2 separate regions of the Xenopus laevis genome follow, and region 1 is linked to region 2. A link is a contact called in public Hi-C data. All regions are on one chromosome and are shown on one strand. Each heading gives the region's core, a stretch centred on a gene start, on an enhancer-like site or on the middle of the called end of the contact. The rest is flanking DNA. Distances are from core to core; before and after follow the strand shown.

Region 1 (6,486 bases), core at 1,243-3,742, 300 kb after region 2:
GCCGTGAACGGAGGTCACTTCTTCCCCTTTGCAATACTTCACATCTTTTTTAACTAATTTTATATACAGCTCAGCAGCATCACCCCCTGGTAGATGGAGAAATGTACTTTTATTGCACAAGCCAATTTTTTTTTTTAACTTAAGGTGGCCAAGATATCGATCGGGAGGTTTGATTTTTCCTGTGATCAAGGACTACAATGGCTAGTTGATGCAGTCCTCGCCTGTTGGTGGCCATTTCCTTTGTTGTAATCCAATCGTTTGGCCCTACGGCCGAACGACTAGATTAACCCAATATCGCCCTGTCCTTGGTGGGCATATTGGGGAAAGATCCTCTTGTTTGGCGAGCTCACCAAATGAGCAGATCTTATTGTGTTTGGCCACCAAGTTGAAAGGGTCCCATTCCTGTATTGGAATAGTAAAATTCAAAGGACAACTGTTTGTGAAAAGAATCTTAAATCTTAGGGTAGAACTAAGAAATGATTCCAAATCCTATTTTATCATGTTTAGTCAAGCAAAATTAACTTTAATTACACAGTATAAATTATTTAAATTTTGTTTCCATCAGTCTGGGAATTCATAATTATAGCAAGCAGACAGGGACCATTTTGTGGACACTGTTATTAAGGCAAGCCTTGCATCATCTCAGAATCTTGTTTGTGCACCAGAATGGGGGACCCGATGTCCATCCCCATGCCCTGGCTATACAATTAAACGGTGAAGAGAACTAGGGGAATGTAGAGAGAGCAGTGACATCTATGAAGTGCTGAATGGAAAGTGAAAGTAATTCCTTGCTCCGCCTCTATACTTAAGGCATAGAGGAGGGGCGGCCAATATTTGATATTTTAAAATTAGTTATGGATGCTTTAATAAAAAAAGAATTTGTATTTCATATTTAATTTGAAAAGGACTTTTATTATACAGATTTTTATGTCTGGGTGACAGGTCCACTTTAAATTGTGAAAAGTGTGGGTAGAAGTTTTACACATAACATTAGTACCTCTGATGCCAGAGAGAAAAAAAGCCTAAAAACTCAAAATTACGCTCTTTTAAATTAGCCACAGTGTCTCTGGTTTGCACGAAAAATTACTGGTATATTTAACCCATTGTCTCCTCCTAAATTAGCCATTTTTGTCCCTACATTGTATAAGATATAGCCATAATTTTCACATAAAACACTAGTGGGGGAATGTAATAAAAGTCGCAAAGAGCAAAACAATTAGCACAAATAAGGATAAAAAGTCTCATTTCGCAATACTCTTCCTTAAACTGTTATTACATTACGAATTTAAATTGCGCATTGCGAATTTTAATTGTGCATTGTCCACTTTTAAGAAGTGCTCGAAGTTGTTGTAATCTTTTGGAGCAAACATAACTTTTTCAGTAAGAAGTTTTATTAGATTCACTGCACACTGGTGCTAACTATAAAATTTCGCAAACCTTCTTCCACTGTCGGAAGTGGTCGCTAAACATTGTCCAGGTTCGCAAAATCTATATTAAATTCGCACAAAAACATGTGTTTGCACATAACTTTTCAAATTGCAAATATTTTTTTCTGTTACCGACTTTTATTACATTCCCCCATAGGACCTTTTTATGCCAGAGTAAAAAAAAACCCCATAAATACTCAAAATTAGTTTTGGCCAATTTTACCCTTTGTTTTCTCCTAAATTAACCCATATTTTGTTCCTAAATTGTTTAAATATCACCCTAGTTTTCACATAATCCCTGGGACCCTCTGATGTCACTTTGGAAAAAAAGAGCCTAAAAACTCATGCTAACTTTGGTCTATTTTATCCACTGTTCTCAGGCCCGGGCCTAGTGAGGCAGAAATTTGGGGGTGGCGTGCCGCCCACTGACCACAGCTGTATTGGGGACTGAACGGGAGATTTTGACAGCAATTTGAATCTCCCCCACCCAGTGATGGATATCATGTGGGAATGGGTGACTGGCTGCAGTGATGGCAGGGTGGTGAAAGCAGCCAGGGTCAGCCACATTTTAAATCTATCCCTGATTGTCATAAATTAGAGCTTTTTTTTTGTTCATAAATTGTGAAAAATCTTGCCATACTTGCACTGAGATATTCTTATGCTAAAACAAAACTTTACTTTTGTCTGATTTCATCCATTGTCTTCACCTAGACTAGCCAGTGTTTTGTCCCTAAATTATTTTAAAAAAAGAACCCTCCAACACCACCTTTTAAAAAAAGATTACTGGAGGTATATTTTAACCATTATATTCTCCTAAATTTGCCAATATATTGTCCATGAAGTGTGAAAAAATATTGTACTAGTCTTTAAAGAAAACACTAGGCTGAAACTCAAAATAGTCTGATTATGAGTAACTATTGGAGTGGAATTATTCTGTCAAACTGGGTAAGTAGAGTAGGCGGGGCTTAGGTTTGTGCAGCGCCGACGTACTTCGTCACTCCGCAAAATGGCTACGTGTAGCGTCACTGCGCTTTTTTTAAGTATAGTGACGCCAAACTATGGCGACGTGAGACAAGTGACATCACTATTAGCTGCCCGGCAAGAGCCAAGGTGCTGAATGTGATCGGCGTTGCGGGACGTTTAAGCAGCGATACAGGACTGCGGGCTGCATTAAGAAAATAGCAACTGTCCAGCTTGTTGGGCGGTATGTTTAACTGATGGATCGCAGTTGTGTAACACCGCTACATGTTTGTGATCTCTTCATGTACTTGTCATTGTTTATGTTTTTTTTTAGTATTGACACCCCATTGTCACCTAATTTCAGTGTTTGTGATCGTACAAACATTGCTAAGTTCCATCTCACCACTAAAATGTTACACTCGAAGAATCGCGACTTGCATAAGGCAGAAAGGCCCTTTCTTGTACTCTAACTAGATGCCATTGTAGCTGCTGCACTACCTACTAACACTGACACTTTATTAATACATGGTTATCAGCTACTCTTAATTGTCTTTTCCCCAGTGTAAATATTCCCAACTCTTGACTTTCTTCCTACCATAGTAGCTTAGTTGCAGTTAATAGGATTTTCTCTATTTTGCTTAATATCTTTTCTGAGCTCTGGAGACCAAATACTTCTAATCCATTGCATTTATAACCCTTTAAATAAGCAATACCTTGTTGGCCCTCCTTGGCTGGTTGGCATAGTTTTGTGTCAAACACACATCTGTTGATTATAATGCCCTTCTCTTAGTTAATAATGAATACATTAAATTGGACCCAATACAAAAATCTGCGGGACTCCACTAAGAAGCCTGGGCCAAGTAAATAATGTACCGTTGATACGGAACTCAATTTTTCAATGCTTTAGCCGGTTTTCTAACCATATATGAACAGCATTACCAAGACCAATGGACGTTACTTTAGAATCCCTTATGCACTAAATTAAAAGGTTTGGCAAATCCAAGTTGATCTACTTCCTGCAAATGTTATCATAAAAGCAATTAAACATGTTTGTTATGCTCTGTCCTTTATAACGTCACATTTATCACTACTTATAACCCCATTGTTCTGAAAAATATCTTGAATGTGATTCCCTAAAGAGGTTGTTCACCTTTGAGTTAACTTTTAGCATGATGTTTAGAGTGATATTCTGAGACAATTTGCAATTTTGTTTTTATGACTTGTGGTTTTTGAGTTATTTAGCTTTTTATTCAGCAGCAGTCATCGGGTTGCTAGGGTCTACATTATCCTAGCAACTGTGCATTGATTTTAAAAAGAGGTTTTAATAATAATAGGAGAGCGCCTGAATAGAAAAATGAGCAATTAAAAGTAGCAATAACAATAAATGTTTAGCCTTACAGAGCATTTGAGAAGGGGTCAGCGACCCCATTTGAAAGATGGAAAGAGTCAGAGGATGAAGCCAAATATTTAAGAAAAAACATAAATAATAAAGTCCAATTGAAAAGTTGCTTAGAATTGGCCATTCTATAACATACTAAAAGTACTTGAAGGTGAACCACCCCTTTAACAAACGTTCAGATAATTTACCCACTGCAGATATCAAACTTACCTGTCTGTAATTGGGGGGTACTCTATAAAGTGTTACTCCCTACAGTGTCTAATTTAATGTATAGGTCATGTGTTATAGATTGCCTGATATGTGAACAATATTTGGGTTTGTTAGGACAGCTATAGGGGCTAATACTATTAAATGTCTTTGTATATTAAAAATAAAATATAAAAAAGGCCCTTGTTCCTGATGGAATACACCCTCAAGTACTTAGTAAGTTTAATTTAGTTTAATCAGACTGACTTTTCTTATTTCCTTAGATTCCATTTTCCTATTATTCATCTATGTTTTGAAGCTGATATAATTACAGTACAGGTATGGGATCTGTAATCTGGAAACCTGTTATCCAGAAAGCTCCACATTATGGAAAGGCAGTCTCCCATAGACTCTGGTAAATGTCTGTATCCAAAAACTGTAGACTTGGTTCATCCTTACTAGGGACTTTTTTTTTTTTAAATAAACTGTTCAGTGTAAAAAATAAACTTGCTAAATTGACAGTGCAAAATAAAAAATATGTTTATTGTATAGTTAGTCAAAAATGTAATCTATGAAGGCTGAAATGAATTATTTTGTTATATGCTGCTTTATTAGTGGAATATGTAGCTATAATTTACAAAAGATAACAATAAAATAGTACTTTCTCAACAGCCACATTCCATTCTTGTCTTTGCCATTATTGGCTGGCTTCAACCAGAAGTGTTCTCTGGCCTATGAAACTTACCAATGCCTTTTCAACACTGTTCAGATTTAGTAATATAGTACTTAGATTACAATATATTTTCATTCAGTCTTTGTTGGGGTAACAAAATATGAAAGCCCTTGACGAATGTCTGTTTATATTGTACAGGATTTAAGGTCCATGTCCTGAGCCGTATAACATAGCACCTCATCTAAGAAGGTGCCATCGACCAAAATTTTGTATATTTACGGTATATTAACCAATAGTTTGTTTTTCAGGTTAAAGCAATACAATGTCTTTATACGATGATCTTGCTGTGGAGACTAGTGACTCAAAGACAGAAGGATGGTCAAAAAACTTCAAATTATTACAATCCCAATTGCAAGTTAAAAAGGCAGCTCTTACACAAGCAAAGGTACTTTGATCCTCACTTAAGTGATCAAATGAAGGCTATGAGTCAGATTTGTTTTAAGCTTGCCATAAAGATCCACTGTTTTGCCAACCTTACCATTGGCTTGACAAATTGTGTCTTCCAGCTCGTATAGCCCCTTGGCTATGCCCATTTGGATTTTCCAACCCATCCTTTCTGACCAGATATCAGTTGGGCAGGCCATTGGTTTGAAAAAATATATTCTAGGAGTAACATTGACTTGTATAATGGAGTGCTCAGGGCACCTGGCAGTATTGTCAAGTGGATAAACCATATAAACAAAGTTGGCAGGCACTCAAGGGGATCACTTCAGTCATCCAGGCTTGTAAAATCAAAGTTACTTTTGTTGAGACAACAGCTTAGCTTTACCCATTTCGTGCTGTATCTTGCTGTACTGAAATGCATAAGGTTGAGCTGATGCCCATGTTCAATAAAGTAACTTTGATTTTACATGTCTGGGTTGGAGTGCCTGTCCGCTTTCTTCTTATTTGGGCCTTATCAGTATCCATAACCTGCTGACCATTTGGAATGGCTGAGTTAACCGCTATTATTTGTGTGTGTGTGTGTGTGTATGGCTACCTTTAGATTTCCTTTTTTTTTGTTCATGGTCTTAAAAGAATGCTGGTTGTATTTTAGTTTTGTGTTTTACATAAGCAGGCTGCAATAGAAAAGCCACTAATTTTTCCAAGGTTGCCAAAAAAAGCAGATTTTAGTCTGGTTTGGCTATCCCGTTGTTGGGCCTGATTGCACTAAGCAGTTACTTTGGTCTCTGGCCAATGATCATATGATCATGAAATGATGATATGATAATATGAGGGCACTGGACAGACTTGTCAAGAGAAGACTTCATCCTGTACAGAATTGTCCAGCCAGTCTGACCACGTATTTGGTGTAGAGGGTGCCGATTTGGCCCTCTTCATGGGGCTCAGGTATGGCCTGCTTTGGTTGGGTTTAGGGGTGCACCGAATCCAGGATTCGATTCGGGATTTGGCCTTTATCAGCAGGATTCGGATTCGGCGTGGCTGAACTGAATCCTGATTTGCATATGCAAATTAGGGGCAGGGAGGGATATTGCGCGACTTTGTTACAAAACAAGGAAGTAAAAAATGTTTTCTCCTTCCCACCCCTAATATGCATATGCAAATCAGGATTCCATTTAGAATTTGGCTGAATGTTTCGCAATGCATTCGGGGGTTTGGCCGAATCCAAAATAGTGGATTCGGTGCATCCCTAGTTGGGTTTACATTCTAAATTATTTTTTTCTTAGCACCATTTTTTTTTTAACTTCTGCTAAACAGTTTTTTGTCACTAGTTCACAACAAGAGCTAATTTTTGTCGAAAGGTATAAAACACAAGGTGGGACAAAAAATTACCTCCTCAT
Region 2 (6,716 bases), core at 2,315-4,814:
CCTCTTAATTCTTTGGAGTTTTGTTTATCATTGGCTGAGCTTTCAAAGTAGCAACTTCCTTTTAATATATAACATGCCTTATGGAAACAGTAGTATTTCAGCAGTGACATAATGTTTATTGGATTAACACAAAATATGTAATATGTAATAACATTGATATTACATCAATACTTCGTTGAGCCTCCTTTTGCAAATGTAACAGCCCCTAGGCGCCTCCTATAGCCCTTGGTGAGTGTCTGGATTCTGGATGGTGGTATTTTTGACTATCTGTCGCCAGTTCAGTTCAAATCATCCCAAAGATTTTCGATGCTATTCAAGTCGGAGGACTGTAATGGCTATTCCAGAATATTCTTCTTCTCCCTCAGCATAAATACCTTTGTAGATTTCAAAGTGTGTTTAGGGTCATTGTCTTGTTGGAATATCCAACCCCTGTGTAACTTTGTGACTGATGCTTGAACATTATCCTGAATAATTTGTTGACATTGGGTTGAATTCATCGACTCTCAACTTTAACAAGGGCCCCAGTCCCTGAACTAGCCACACAGCATGATGGAACTTTCATCAAATTTGAAAGTAGGTAGCAGGAATTTTCTTGGAATGCAGTGTTCTTCTTCTGCTTTTTGTTCTAAACAAATAACTCAATTTTTGTCTCATCAGTCCAAAGCACTTTGTTCCAAAATGACTTGTCGAAATGAGCTTTTGCATAAGACAAGTAACTCTGTTTGTGTGCAGAAATGGCTTCTTTCTCATCACCCTGCCATACAGATGTTCTTTGTGCTAATTGTGCTGAATTGTAGAACGATGTACAGATACACCATCTGCAGCAAGATGTTCCTGCGGGTCTTTGGAGGTGATTTTTGCATCGTCTGTAACCATTCTTACAATTCTGCGCATATGCTGCTCCTGTATTTTTCTTGGCCTGTCAGACCTGGGTTTTACAGCAACTGTGCCTGTGGCCTTCCATTTCCTGATTACATTCCTTACAGTTGAAACGGACAGTTTAAACCTCTGAGATAGCTTTTTGTAGCCTTCCCTAAACCATGATACTGAATAATCTTTGTTTCCAGATCTTTTGAGAGTTGATTTGAGGATCCCATGCTGTCACTCTTCAGAGAAGAGTCAAACAGAAGTACAACTTGCAATTGGCCACCTTTAATAAATTTTCTCATGATTGGACACACTTGCCTATGAAGTTCAAGGCTTACAAGCTAAACCAACCAATTTGGTGTTGCCAGTAATCAGTATTGAGCAGTTACATGCATTCAAATTCACAAATTTGCACAGCCAGTTTTTCACATTTGATTTAATTTCATACAACTGAATACTGCTTCACTAAAAATCTTTGTTCAGAAAACACCCCAGTACTCCGATGTTCCTGGGCAATAAAAGACATACCACTGTTATCTTTTTTTTTTTTTTTTGTTGAAAGTGAAATAAATTATTGCAGGCTGAGAGGGGTTCCCAAACTTTTTCATATGACTGTATTTTGTCAGGGACAGGTTTTCTATACATGCTGTTCTTTTTGGACTGGGTTCTTCTTGAGTAAGTTTTAAATCTCTCTTCTGCATAGTACCTATCTTGTCAACCACTGTTCCAAATCAGTGTAACAAAAAAAAGGACCATAGGCAAAAGTCACAGTTATTTGGTCGCAGCACTCAAAACTGACCTCTAATATTTAAATTTACAGCAGACCGTGCATATTCCAAATACTCCGTCCGAGTTTGTTTTCTATCTATAAGATAGTTGTCGGGTCATATGATTACTTATTATCAGATTTCATAGTTTGATCATACACACCCCATCAGTGTAAAGATATAGTCATGCAGGTTTGGCTTTTTTTTACACTAAAGCACATTGCGGAGAGGGGAGGTGGTCAATGCCTGGAAGTTTAGGGGGGCTTTTGGTGGGGAGTTTTAGTTTTCCTTTAAAGTGGTTGTCATTTCTTATTTGTGGTTTATGTTATTTAGCTTTTATTCAGTAGATCTTCAGTTTGCAATTTCAGCAAGGTTCAAATTATGCTAGCAACCATACATTCATTTAAATAAGAGACTGGAGTACGGATAAGAGAGGCCTGAATACAAAGATGGGTAATAAAAAAAAAAAAAAAAAAAGTAGCAATAACTGTGTATTCTTACACAGTACTGATGTGCAAGCTAAGGCAGGTTCGGGCCGAATCCTGGGCCAACTCTAGGAGTGCAACCTAGCACTTCTGGCTTCCAACGCCTAATTTATAGAGGCCGCCCACCCCTTTTGTGATGTCACTGCGGGTCTATAGATAGGGGAGCAATGCAGGGCCAGGTGCCGATTGGGAGGGGCGTGGGTTGACCCTGCACAACACTATTACCAGGGGTGCTTCGCCAATGAGGCGAGTTGAGGCTGTCGTCTCAGGCGGCAGCGCCCCACTAGGTACCAGGGGCAGCAAAAAAACTTTAAGAGCGAATTTCCAGGGGAGGGGGGGCAGCAGCAACTGCTTCTGCCTCAGGCGGCGGAGGGGCCAGGATCGCCCCTGACTATTACAGAGCATTTGTCTTTTTAGATTGGTCAGTTGCCCCTATTTAAAAACTGGAGTCAGAAGGCAAATAATTCAAAAACTATAAAAAAAAGAAAAAATGAAGACCAATGGGAAAGTTGCTTAGAATTAACCATTCAATAACTTACAAAAAGTTAACTCAATAGTGAACCTCCCCTTTAAGTATTTAAAATGGCAAAAGTCTGGTATTGGCATTATAAATATCTCCAATAAAAATAAAATATGAATGTAATATTAATTTACAAGTGTTCAGAGAAGCACCCTGAGTAAGTCCCAATTTGGGGGGGGGGGTTAGATCCCCTTTGATATTTTAACCGCTTGAATGCCTGTGTATTTGCTCCACTTGTTGCTGTTTAACAGAGGGTGCCGCACGGATCAGTAACCAAACTATATAGTATTTTTATGCAAGCTTTGGAAATTGTTTCCCAATATGTGAAGGGGTAAATGCTGGATGTTTTATGTGATATGTTACTATAATATAGTTCCCTTTCATTAAGGTCTGCTCTTAGACATGCAAGTATTTTAACTGGGTCACTTACTACTTGCTGTTGAAAGAGTTTCCAATAAATATGCTGTCATTTTGTTGTGTATAGCTTGTCAATAAAAAAATGTGCCTCAAATATATGCAGATTGTTAAAGAACAAAGTAAATCAGCCTGAGCTGCTTGTGCTGGGAAACAGTATTTCAAGCTGTATGCACCCCTCCCCCCTTCCTTTTTGTGTGTATGGAACTAACTTGGCTATACTGTATCCAGGCTTTAGAGTTTGGCTGCTGTAAACTTGTCTCCTTGCTGTGAGCTGAACGGCATGCAAAGCGATTTTTCCATTTATAAAATTGTCTGGAGTCATAAAGTAAAGCAGCTGTAAGTTGAGAAGCAGCCTGTAGGTGTGCCAGCTGTTCACAGCAAATGACATGGGATGTCATGCAACTACGCCTACAAAGCAAACGGGCCACTCCTCCTCCTCCTCCTACTACTACTACTTAGTAGCACTGAGCCTTTGCTCTTTCAAGTCCACACTTGAGCTGCAGCAAGGGAAGTATGCAGTATGGGAAGGAGCTGTGAGTGTTTCCTAGCACATCGGAGACTAGTCTACGAAAGCAGCTCTAGCAAGGACTGATCCTTTAAAGTGGATTACTTCCAGATCTTGGAATATAATAAATTATGGTGGCTCATGATGACTTTGGAGGCCTTTTGCCTATCAAGAGGACTATTCAGGTTATAACTGTTCAGAACCAAGCATCTAAGGACTCAGAGGTATGTATTTCATTGTTTATACATTGTTTTTATCAGTGTTTGCAAAATAGATTTCAGGTTGAAAGGTAAAGAGGCAGCTACGTTTTCCCCCCCACGCTTGCATGTAATGCTTGTCTGGTCACAAATGTGCAATTTCAATTTTACGTCAGTCTTTCAATTTGAAGAAACAGATTTCATTACAGCTTTAGCCTGCTCTGTGCGTACCAATGAGCTTGTTAGGAAGCTTCTCTGCATACCTTCAGCTTTAATATTATCCCCCCAGGCAAGAAATAGGGGCTTTCTGATCAGCACTCCTGACTTCTGCCCTCTATATTTCTTTAGAAAGCCGCATTCCATTGTATGGAATGTCATCCATCCTTATTCCTTGTAAAGGATAATTACTTTCAAGTTTCTGATGGAAATCACTGCACTAAAACACCATTTATATGTTGTCTATGTAACTTTGTTTTTTTTTTTTGAATTATATCAAAGTACAAAACAAAATCAACAGTGCGGTGTGGTATTATATATTTTGTTGTTGCTTTACTTTGTTTTTTTACATTCTACCTTTTGCAAGATGTCACATAATTTGCTATTAAAAATATCAGTTGAAGCACTACTTTTCCCTTAAATGACATTTCCTGGCGGATATTTGGAAAAATACTGTTACATAGGTAGTGATTTCTAGCTTCATGTGTGATAATGGCAGCTCCTTCCTAGTGAACGTTTAGAAATATGCATTGACCTCTGCTTTGTGGATTGCACCGTGACTTTTCTTACTTCGACCTCATACGAGAAGAGAATGTTAGAATCCTCTCGTTTTACCTATTGTAATTGTTTTATAGGCTTCAGATTTACTATTGTTCTCAGTGTATCATGTGTGGCTCTCTCTGTTTCTCTCTCTCTCTCTCTTGAAGGGTTTAGATTTATTGCAAACAAAACTAAAGTGAGCTGCTTCTCTGTTTGCAGAGACTTTCTAAGCTCATGTTGCACCTTGGGTTCCTGGTGTTGTGAAAATATGCCACGGTACACAGGTCACACTGTGTTTGACTACCGGTAATCTCTATACTTCATTGTTATGCCAGATAATTCACATCCCCATGCCAGTTTGCATTTTACACCATTTCAGTGAAAGGAGTTTTTTGTTTTGTGTTCAGCTGTGCCCCAACAGTTAGCTATTAAGCAAGAACTGGAGAGCCTTCCAATGTAGTTTGAATTTCTTTATTGAAGCACTACATGTTTCAGACCACAAAGGTCCTTCCTCGGGTGCATGTTACATGCACCCGAGGAAGGATCTTTGCAGTCCGAAACATGTAGTGCTTCAATAAAGAAATTCAAACTACTTGGAAGGCTCTCCAGTTCCTACTTTGCGTCTATGATACTTTATGGAGGTGGCTACTCCAGCAACTGTTGAAAGAATTTAAATAAGTGGATTAACAAGGAATACATTGCCTAGTTATTAAGCAAGCAAACCAACCTTGTGTTTAGGCAGACGTATTTGTTGTGTTTTGAAGATCTAGCAGATTTCCTTTTTTTGTTTTGTTTGTCCTTCTGTTGTCATGAAACACAAATCCCACTATGCTGCTGCTGCTGAGTTTGAAGGGAGCTTTTTGAGGAGAGATGGATCTTGCTGTTGTTCAACAGCATTAATTTTAATACGAATTTCAAGTGGTTTTATCCTCTTGTCCTGTCCTGAATATATTTTACTATGTATGCAGATCTTGTCTTAAACTTTTGAAATACGCCTTTTTCTTTGTATTTTAGGCAATAACAGACCATAAACATACAATAAAACAGTATATTTTGCTCCTAGTGTGGGTCTTGCCTTTGTGCTATGGCATGAATTATTCTTCCTTACGATATACAGCTAATACAGATAAAGGTTTATACAGTAAACAGGACAGATATGTTTTTGTGTTTAGAGTGAGGCATACACTGTGTGAATTTTGCTGTGTTCGAGTTTCATAATTTGTTTTTTTCCCCACAGAATATTGTATCTTAATGTTGAAATATGTCTGTTTTGTAGGAACCAAGCACTAAGAGAGTCCGACCTCTATCACGAGTCACATCATTGGCAAATCTAATATCTCCTGTAAGAAATGGCGCAGTCAGGCGTTTTGGCCAAACCATCCAGGTAGCATATGTTTTTATTATTATCCTTGTTATGCAGTGCTTTACACAAATCCAGTTCATTATTCGTATTACTTCCCCAACTGAGCACACAATTTACAATTTACATTGACACATGCAGTTCAAGTGACTCCTAAGGAAACTGACCTCAGTACATCGTTGTTTGAATGTGCTGTGTACATTGTTTCTGTAATCTCTTGAGACATATTCTTGCTATACTGTAGTTAATATAAGCTCTGACCTGCTTAGATTTGACCACTCAAAGGTTTCTGGTTACTTTGTTTTCTTAAAGGGGTTGTTCACATTCCAAGCATTTTTTTCTTCAGTTCAGTTGTTTTCAGATTGTTCACCATAAATAAAGACTTTTTTTCAATTGCTTTCCATCTTTTATTTTTACTGTTTTCCCAAAATTTACATTTACAGGTTTGTTTCGCTAGTGTTCAGTGATCCAGGAACATTCTGAACTGTTTCAATTTAGTTGATACAATTAGTTGATACAATTAGTTGATACATTTCTCAGCAGTATCTGTACATTATTAGTAACTATTGTATCAATTCTAACAGCTGCCTTTACTTAAACTCAGGGATTCTGCTCAGCAGGGACAAAGATAACAAATGTATCAACTAAATGTATCAATTTAAAACAGTTAGTCCCAGAGGTGCTTTAAAAGGTGAAAATTTAGAGTTGGGGCATACGAGCAGATTTGGGGAGATTTAGTTGCCTAGCGACTAATCGCCTCTTCTGCGTGGCGACAATCTCCCCAAACTGCCTTCCGCCTGCTTGAATGAAGAATCACCTGCGCTAATGCAGTCGCGGCTCTT

What was found. Hi-C and Micro-C count contacts between places; a contact is called where the count stands out from the background.
Region 1: a Hi-C map of the XTC cell line shows a contact between it and region 2, with 4 times the contacts expected there. The contact joins the promoter of rbm17.S here to the promoter of net1.S in region 2. A contact is called at or near these places in 2 of 4 Hi-C or Micro-C datasets (the XL177 cell line and the XTC cell line).

Annotation. Positions count from the first base shown.
Region 1 is chr3S:66,996,453-67,002,938 of Xenopus_laevis_v10.1, forward strand. It overlaps rbm17.S (RNA binding motif protein 17 S homeolog), which reads left to right and starts at 2,493. Exons shown (of 12, transcript NM_001094063.1): 1 at 2,493-2,631; 2 at 4,954-5,090. The coding sequence starts at 4,968.
Region 2 is chr3S:66,693,683-66,700,398 of Xenopus_laevis_v10.1, forward strand. net1.S (neuroepithelial cell transforming 1 S homeolog) reads left to right here and starts at 3,565. Exons shown (of 9, transcript NM_001091727.1): 1 at 3,565-3,785; 2 at 5,791-5,898. The coding sequence starts at 3,693.